Linked DNA regions of Triticum aestivum: region 2 is linked to region 1. Evidence: chromatin contacts called from public Hi-C data. All regions are on one chromosome and are shown on one strand. Each heading gives the region's core, a stretch centred on a gene start, on an enhancer-like site or on the middle of the called end of the contact. The rest is flanking DNA. Distances are from core to core; before and after follow the strand shown. Region 1 overlaps LOC123189571 (plant UBX domain-containing protein 1). Region 2 holds the start of LOC542778 (glucose-6-phosphate 1-dehydrogenase, cytoplasmic isoform).

Region 1 (4,172 bases), core at 1,219-3,718:
ATGAGCTTGCCATTGGGCATTGAATAGCGCAATTCATTCTTGTTAATGTTAAATCAATGTTGTTGGTTCAGATATCAACATGTTTTTAGAGGTATTCATGTGTGTTTGGCATGCAGGGCCGGAGTTAAATACAGATGCTGTAAAATCCGGACCATATCTCCGTGAAGAAATTCGAACTTTGGATGGACTGTCACTTGAGTCGGAACCTTCTGACCAACCTGATGATTCAAAGACAAATTCTGATTCAGCTCATCAGTCTTATGCATTCCAATCTGATTCTGCACCACCACCAGCAGCAAATAAGAAATCAGCCAAACCAAAGTGGTTCAAAAGGTACAGTTGCTTCTAGTGTCTTAGTGTTAGGAAAGATCATTGAATTTGTTATGATCACTTGTATGTTGTTGTTGAATAACCGACCATGTCTTGAGTTTTGTGCTGAATTAAATGAAATCATCATTTCATTGCTGACTTGTCCCTTTGTAGAGTTTTATTTAGAATGAGATAGTTCGTGGACTATCCCAACAGCACTCTTAACTGTGATGGTAGTCCATTAATAAAAAAAATCCTCTCCAGATATAGCATTAACAACTGAACAATGAGCTAGTTTTAGGAGCTCACCAAATTAGTGCAGAATCATAGCTCTCCAAGTAGGAGTAGCATTTTACTTGCTAATTACACATATGTGAAAGTAGCTAGTTGCAGGTTCGTATGTGTTGACACAATATGCCACAAGAATATTCTCTGTTGCCTGCTTGCACCTTTTTCTGCTGGAGCATTCTTTGTTTTGTGCTAGATAATGACAGTCTATCTAACCTTTTGCAGGTGAGAGCATCAGAGCGTCAATAGTGCACCACCAGCGCGCAACAGCACTTGATTAGGCCTCTCAGCAATCCCAATGCATGATTGATCAGATTTCATGGTTCAACGGCTTCAGCTATGCCGCCCTAGTAGGAGAATTCATCCTGTGTTGCATAGGAGTTGTCGAACCATCGGAATTAGATCTCATATGTTCGTGGTGGTAGCATGTAAATTTGGCTAGTCAAACTGCTTTGTGGGTGTGTATTGGTTAACCCACCTCTCAGATATGTGTAAAAGGCCCCATAGAAACGAAGGAAATGACAGGGCCCGTGTTGTTTACACTTTACTGCATGAATGATATCCAGTAGCATCTTCATGAGAAAGATGGCTTGAGTTGACCGGAAAATTACCAATAAAGTATCGTGGCTTCTAACATGAGTTACTTTGCATTATGTTATCTTGTTTGCGAGGGATGATGTCATGGCTTTGTTTTGCTTTTCTGCAGCAAAATTTTATGTTCCCTCAGTGAGCAACTAGTAAAGATTATGAGTGTTGCGGCGATGGTAAGTCGCAAAGCAGCATGCATTTTCAATGGCTAGTGGCCGTGGGGCTGCAAGATCGTGCTGAGTGGATGCTTTTGACGGGAAGGTTTAAATAATCGCAGCCTCACAGGCTTAGTGTATTGCTAATTTGCTAAATAACAGATGCCAAGGGACACACGGGGCTGCTATACTAAAGCTTCACGTGGCTGCTTTGCCAATGTCCCTGTCGCTGGATGCTTCTGCTCCATTTGCATTTCTATTCTCTCTCTGCATGGTTATTTGCTGGAGTGAGCATCGAAAGAAACAGATACGTTTTGTTGAGGTTGGAGCGATCCGACCTGATACACATGTGATGTGGCTGGTTCATCTCCGTTGACTTGCAGCTTACATGTGGTTAAAGCAACTCCATCTCAGCAACCCAAACAGACGCAGATTTTATCCTTTTTTATCCGTTTGGGTCGCCTGTCCGGCCGTCTGTGTTTGCTTTTTTGATTTGGGTCGGCCGGTGCGTTCAATGGGGCTGGACGCATTTTAGATATGTCCACGTTGTTATTCGGTCGAACTCCCGCACTGCCTTGCCCGCTAGTTTTCGGCCGCGTCTCGTCCCGCAGCTCTCGCGTGTCCGCTGCGTTGGGCAATCGTTTTTGTCCGCGCAGATCCAAACAAACATGGTCGGACGAAATGAATCATTCGGTTGAAATTGCTCTTAGTTGGCTAACGAACGTAAAAAGGTCTCAATCCTAGGGACGATGCTTCGGTGCCTTAAGGCACCTACCTTTGTGTCTATGACATGTGGGCCCAACAGATGGCTGGCCCATATGTCACTGACCCAAAGGCAGGTGTCTTTAAGACACCGAAGCTGCGTCCCAGTCGTGACCCTCGTTGAGCTCTCGAGCAGGCATTCTTGACCATGACCCCGAAACAAATGTTTTTCCGAAAGTAAAAGGTCACGACATGGACCTCATGCTGTAACCCATCTCGGAGCTGACTGCGAGATGACGCACAGAGAGAAGAAAATCGTGTGGAGACGGTGTCTGAACCTTGGACCGGCGCTGACTCCACGGCTTTGCTGTTTCTCTTCTCGAGTATGAAATGAAAAGAAACAAAAGCTGGCCTCCCTGTTTGCAGGGGGGTTGGTTGGAGGAGTACGAAGATAGCCGCCAGACAGACCGCTCCGTGGCTTTCCCTTTACCCGGTCCTAGTCAAACGCGTGGGCCGCCTCCACGTACCGGATTTCCACCTGACATCGACCACGTCGGCAAACTCCACGACGCTTTTTGGACTAGAGCTAAAAACAAATCTACCCACTTTTCCTAATTCATTCACAGCTATATCAAGGAGAGGAACCGACTAATTCCACAGCAGAGAGCAACATACTGCTGCAGTGCCGAATGATCTGCGGTTGATGCTTCACAAAGGGACAAAATAGCCACGTGTCCCCCCATTGGCCCACTGGATGAGGGGAGCATGTGCGAGTGCGACCCATTATTTGTTGGCCCTGCCTAGACAACGAGACAGACCAGTACCGTGCTTCTCTCTCAAGCCAAACGCAGATCGGATCCTTCTATTCTATGGCCTTGATCGAGGACGCATACGTCTGACCGAGAAAAGAGATTATATTTCATTTCAGTTCAAGTACACACGTGACCCGTGCGGACCTCGCTATGCATGTATTTTCGATCTCATCTGCCCCGTCCAAACCGCAGCGGGCTCTTTTATTTGCAGCAACTTGACAGACGTCGTCGCGCTACGACGATCCGTATCGCGATGCTGGTGCACAGATCTGGTTGAAAATGTGATGGAATGGTTTTCTTTGTGAAGTGGGAAAACGCATCGCACGTGTCGCCAGTGGTTACGTCGTCCCATCATCCAAGCGGATGACAAGCAAGTAACCCCTCATCTGATCGCCGCAGTTCGTAGGAGCAATCCGATCGGAAAGCTACCGCTCGGCTCAAGCGCAATGCAAATTTCAGCATGAGGGTCTATTTCCGTACGAGAGATGATAACAGCTCCACATTATCTACCTACCTCATAAGAAATGTCTTTTCTTTTTGTGGTACAAGAAGCTAAAACTTCAAACAGTACATGAAACGCTTGGGAATCATCTTCACGCCTATTGCCGTATCGCATCTGTGTCATGTGTTGTATCACATTATGTTTTTTGCGTTCCAATTTGAAAGCTTTATTCAACGAAAGAGCTCCTAGCATCATCAGCTATAAGGCAGGTGAGTAGGAAAGAGGGTCTAGATTCAGTCCAACTTTCGGTGACCATCGCATGCATGTTTAGCATAAAGGTGGGCCGGTACATTGGCTGATCTGCTTATATGTTGAATATCAAAAGAAAAAAAGAGAAAGCTAGCTCTCCAATTTCTAAAAGTAAAGGTGCCACAATAGAAAGGCTATTGTGGCGAGTGTCCCAGAGGTTAACAATCTTTAGACAGTCTGTTTCCATGATCACATGGGAAAAACCACGTAGATTAGCAAAGATAACTCCATCACGCAGCGCCATAGTCTCCCCAATGAACGAATCCGATATAATGTCACGGGACCATGTACCAGGGTGCAAGCGTGGCCTTCGAAGATCAAATTGTGCAAAGGCTTGTTCCCAGAACAACTTGGCATGGGAGCAATGCACCAAGGCATGCATAAGATCCTCATCCATTGCATTACAGACATTACATCTGCTGATTACCTTTATATGACGATGCCACAAGGTACATTCATCTGGAAGAATTCCACGCACCACTCTCCACCAGAAAACACGAACCTTCGGCAACACCTTGAGCTTCCATAGCGACTTCCACATCTGTTCTTTTGTCTGTGAGGATCCGG
Region 2 (4,172 bases), core at 648-3,147, 210 kb after region 1:
AAGTTAAGTAGGCAAAACAAGTGGGCAAACCTTTCCCACTCCATTAAGACCGATGACGCCAAAGCCGATGACGATGCGGTTGATCCAACCATCGAAGGGACGCACTGGCCCCCTGTGTGGCTAGGTCAAGGGGGAGAAAGTGTGATACAGAGAAGAAGAAGCGAGAAGGAGCGGCGACCAAGATGACAGAGAAATTTGAGGTCATGATGGCAAATAAGGAGGCGGCTGTCAGTTGCAATGATACGAAGGTGAAAAGGATGGTGGAGAGGTTTGGCATGTTTATGGAGATGCAAAACAGAAGATTGAGCTCGAGGAGATGAAGCTTTCTATCAAGGCTGAAGCCGAGGCACAAAAGTTGTTGTTTGTGAAGGCGACAAAGTTTGTTCAAGACTTTTGTGCTAACTTCATAGAGCAACATTGAGCAAGAACCTTAGTTATCCTCGAAGGATCATTAACAAGAAGCACAAAAATGAATACCTAGGAAGTACTCCTATCCATTCTCTGGAAGATTTGAGATTCCGGAAATGTTTATATCTTACGTAATTTAGATCACTCAAGCTCAACCACCACTAGCAATATTTAACAAACTTTGATCTTTAGGCTCACAGGTTTATTGAACAGACCGACAAGGTAGTTGCCAATACCTAGCGGACCTACCTATTTTTACGCCTGGGTGTGACCTTGTAGGATTCCTTTGGTTTGAAGGATTTCAAAAATACAAGGATAGGAAAAACACATAATAGTATAGGAATGCATGCGCAAAACATAGGATTAGTAAATGTAGGAATGGGTGTCAAGTTCATAAGAATTCTAATAAACATGGTCAAATCAAAGTCAAAACGTATGAAAATGTATAGTTAGAATGTTATTTTTTATGGGAGCCTAGTTAGAATGTTATTATGCTACTAAGGATATTATTCTTGTTTGGTGCATGCGAATTTGAAAAAGAGGTCCAAGTGGATGTTATAATTTTGGTGCTTTTCCTTTGAATCAATGGTCAAAGAAAATTTTCATATTCCAACGTTTTTCCTTCGCACCAAAGGAGGTTCTAACTTGTTTTTTTTGAACATCAGTACAGACACAAGTGCTCATATACACGCGCATACACTCACTGAATGCACATCGCCGAAAATCCTGAAATAAATCCAGAAATAAATGCGAGTACCAAGATTTGAACCCTGGTGGGCTGGGGATACCACCGTCCCTCTAACCATCCAACCACAGGTTGGTTCGCAGGTTCTAACTTGTTGTTGTTGTTGTTGTTGTTGTTGTTGACTTGAGTGACATATTCACTCACGTGTGCACCCACTCCCTCAATTGTTTTCTCAAAATAAACAAATAAAAGGATTTCATACATCTAAGGTTCTTGCTTGAAAATCATTTTTGTTGCTGCTGAAAGTGCATGCACACTCTTATCTCTCAGTGGTGCGTGATGACATCATACCCACGTCACCAAATGCCGCCACTACTTCTTAAGTCCGGGGATATGGTTTTTGTTCATTCCCGCTTTATACGCGGGGACCATTTGCTAATCATGATAACTTTAATCAGATCTCCAAAAGAAACTGGAAGAAGTCTGGAAGCAAGAGCCGCACAGGCGCACATACAATTTTATTTTCCGTAAATAAATGGCGCAGTATACAGTAATCAACGGACGGGGACAATCGACAACTTTTTCCTTGCCGTTACCGCGCCTCCTTTTCACATAAGCCCCCTCTGAAGTCCACAAAATTCCCACTGTCAGATACACGTACGCTTCGCGGTTGGTGGCACAGCACAGAGCACGCAGCCCCGCTTCCCAGGCGGCCAGGCCGAAAGACGGGTAGGTAGTGGACAGGTGAGGCGAAAGCGGGAGGCGGCCGAGGTGACGCCGTCGTGGGTATAAATGGCGGAGCTGCCAATCCCACCACAGTCAGGAAGGAAGGAAGGAGCCACCCCCCCTCCCTCCCCACCCCATTCCCACCCACCCAGCATCTCGGCAGTAACTCTCCCGCCCTCCCACGCGGCGCGCCCGCTCGCCGCGCGCGCGAATCTCGATCGCCACTGGTCAGTGATCCATCTCCAACCCCCGGCCGCCGCTAATTCTTCTCGCTCGTCTCCCGTGGGAGAGTCTCTCCTGTTTGCTTCCGCGAGTAGGTCCGAGGTTTCTCGATCGGTGGCGTGGCGCGGCTCGTCGCAGTCCGTCTTGCTCTGCCTGCCCTGTTCTTCTGGGCGAGGCTTTTCGGAGGTTTTTGGCGGGCTGGGTCGCCGTCGCCGTCTTCTGCGCGCTTTCTTCGGTTATTTCTAGACTAGATTCTCTCCGCGAACCGCGCCGGGTTTCTGTCCGTGAGGTTTCCGGCGTTGGATCTCGTAGTCGTGATGCCTACCGCGGTGATGGAGATGTCCTTGTCGCTCCCAGATTTCTCTTTCTCTTTCTCTTTGAGGATCTCTCCAATTAAATGGCGAGAGTTGCGGTCAAGCTTAAGCCCGGTGTAACGGGGTTCCTTCGCTCTGGAGTACTACTAGTATTTACGAACTGCACGTTTTTTCTGTTTCGGATGTTTCGTCGGGCCTTCTTTTTGCCGGAGAGCGGTTTGGTCTGTTGCTATGAACCAGGGAATGTTGTTTTGGTCTGTTCAAGTCCTTTCCTGTTTCAGTTCAGCTCTACTACCAGAATCCGAGTTTTGCAAGATCAAATTCAGGATTCAAGCACGGGCTTATTTTCCTTAATAGCTGTTCAAATTGGAATTGAGTTGTTTGTAGTTGTATGCCTGATTTCAGCAGTTCTAAGTTGCGACTGGTGTAATACTTAATGGTGCATGTTAGTTTCTTATATTTAGATGAGGTCGTCAAACATTGCTATGTTGATCTTGGATGCATAACGGGTTCAGTGTTCTTGACAGTTGGAGTGATAAACTGAGATCACTTTGTTGTCAGAAGAGTGAGGTACACCGAGCATTACAAACATTTCAGTTTAAACAGGAAATACGATTTTGGATCTAGTCATGTGCAGTTTCTGTTTCCAGCTTTTAAGGGCAGCAGTAGTATAAATTGGCAATTCATCGGATAAGCCAAACAAAGCCAACCATTCATACTTTCTGCTAGCTAATTTTGTCTGATACTGAATTTCCATTTCGATGAGTCGCATGGCAATTGTTAGGCTAAGTTCAGATAATCTTACCATTTAATCTTATCTTGCTCACTTGGTTAGGTGTACTGTTGAAGGAAGAAGAGAATCATCCTATTTGTCATGGCGGGAACTGACTCCTCGGCGTCATCGAGACAAAGCAGTTTCAACTCATTAGCAAAGGACCTAGAACTTCCTTTGGAGCAAGGGTGCCTCACCATCGTTGTACTTGGGGCTTCTGGAGATCTTGCCAAGAAGAAAACGTTCCCGGCACTCTACCACCTTTTTGAGCAGGTGCTGTGACAATAACTAGCTGTTCTTATGCAATTTGCAAAACCTATTGTTAGAGGGAATGTACATTGAGTTGAGGCATTCCAGAAAAAGGAATAATTGGTATTCACTGAACACAAGTATAAGTGCAAACAGCTGTAACCATTTTTGTTCCTGGATATGAATTAAATGTTTTAGGAGTTAATCCGGACTGGTGGAAAACTATGGTTTAAGATTCTACTTATTCAACAACAACCTGTGTTAACACCATTTGCAAATACATAAACGTAGTCTTTACTTGCGTGCTATTTCTGCACAGTTTCTGTTATATAAACTGTACCTTTTAGGTCAGTTGATATATCTATTTACTTTAATTGCTATGTGTTACAGGGGTTCTTACAATCTGGTGAAGTGCATATAGTGGGGTATGCGAGAACAAATCTTTCTGATGATGGGTTGAGAGGGCGCATCCGTGTGTAAGTTTCTGATGGCTGGAATTAATTCTATGGTTGCCTAACATAGAATTTGTGTTTGTTGTGCAAAAAACCTCCTTACTTTCCATAGTAAAACATTATTTAGAAGAAGGCTCTTGGCTCTATTGTGTCCTCCAGGTTTTTACATCATGCTGTTGCATTTAAACACTTCTAGCATCTTTTAAGCATACGTGCATCTGTATCTACCGTAATTTTGCATACTAGGACGGATGTCTACCAAATTAGACTTTATTCCTGTATTTAAGCACGGATACTGTTGATCTGCGATATGCTATATGAACTGAGATGGTGGTTTCTTGAAA

Evidence for each region. Hi-C and Micro-C count contacts between places; a contact is called where the count stands out from the background.
Region 2: a contact with region 1 is called in a Hi-C map of leaf, with 6 times the contacts expected there. The contact joins the promoter of LOC542778 here to the enhancer-like site in region 1. A contact is called at or near these places in 2 of 5 Hi-C or Micro-C datasets (both in leaf).

The regions. Positions count from the first base shown.
Region 1 is chr2A:585,608,768-585,612,939 of IWGSC CS RefSeq v2.1, forward strand. It overlaps LOC123189571 (plant UBX domain-containing protein 1), which reads left to right. Exons shown (of 8, transcript XM_044602015.1): 7 at 117-333; 8 at 823-1,233. The coding sequence ends at 826. Among protein-coding and RNA genes, the nearest start is that of LOC123189571, 6.0 kb to the left of the region's middle. Within about 2 kb of position 2,469, at least 2 of the 8 cell types and tissues checked have an H3K27ac peak or open chromatin away from gene starts, as enhancers often do. A contact at or near this core is called in leaf, where this site is marked.
Region 2 is chr2A:585,821,884-585,826,055 of IWGSC CS RefSeq v2.1, forward strand. LOC542778 (glucose-6-phosphate 1-dehydrogenase, cytoplasmic isoform) reads left to right here and starts at 1,898. Exons shown (of 16, transcript XM_044602016.1): 1 at 1,898-2,046; 2 at 3,191-3,400; 3 at 3,767-3,852. The coding sequence starts at 3,230.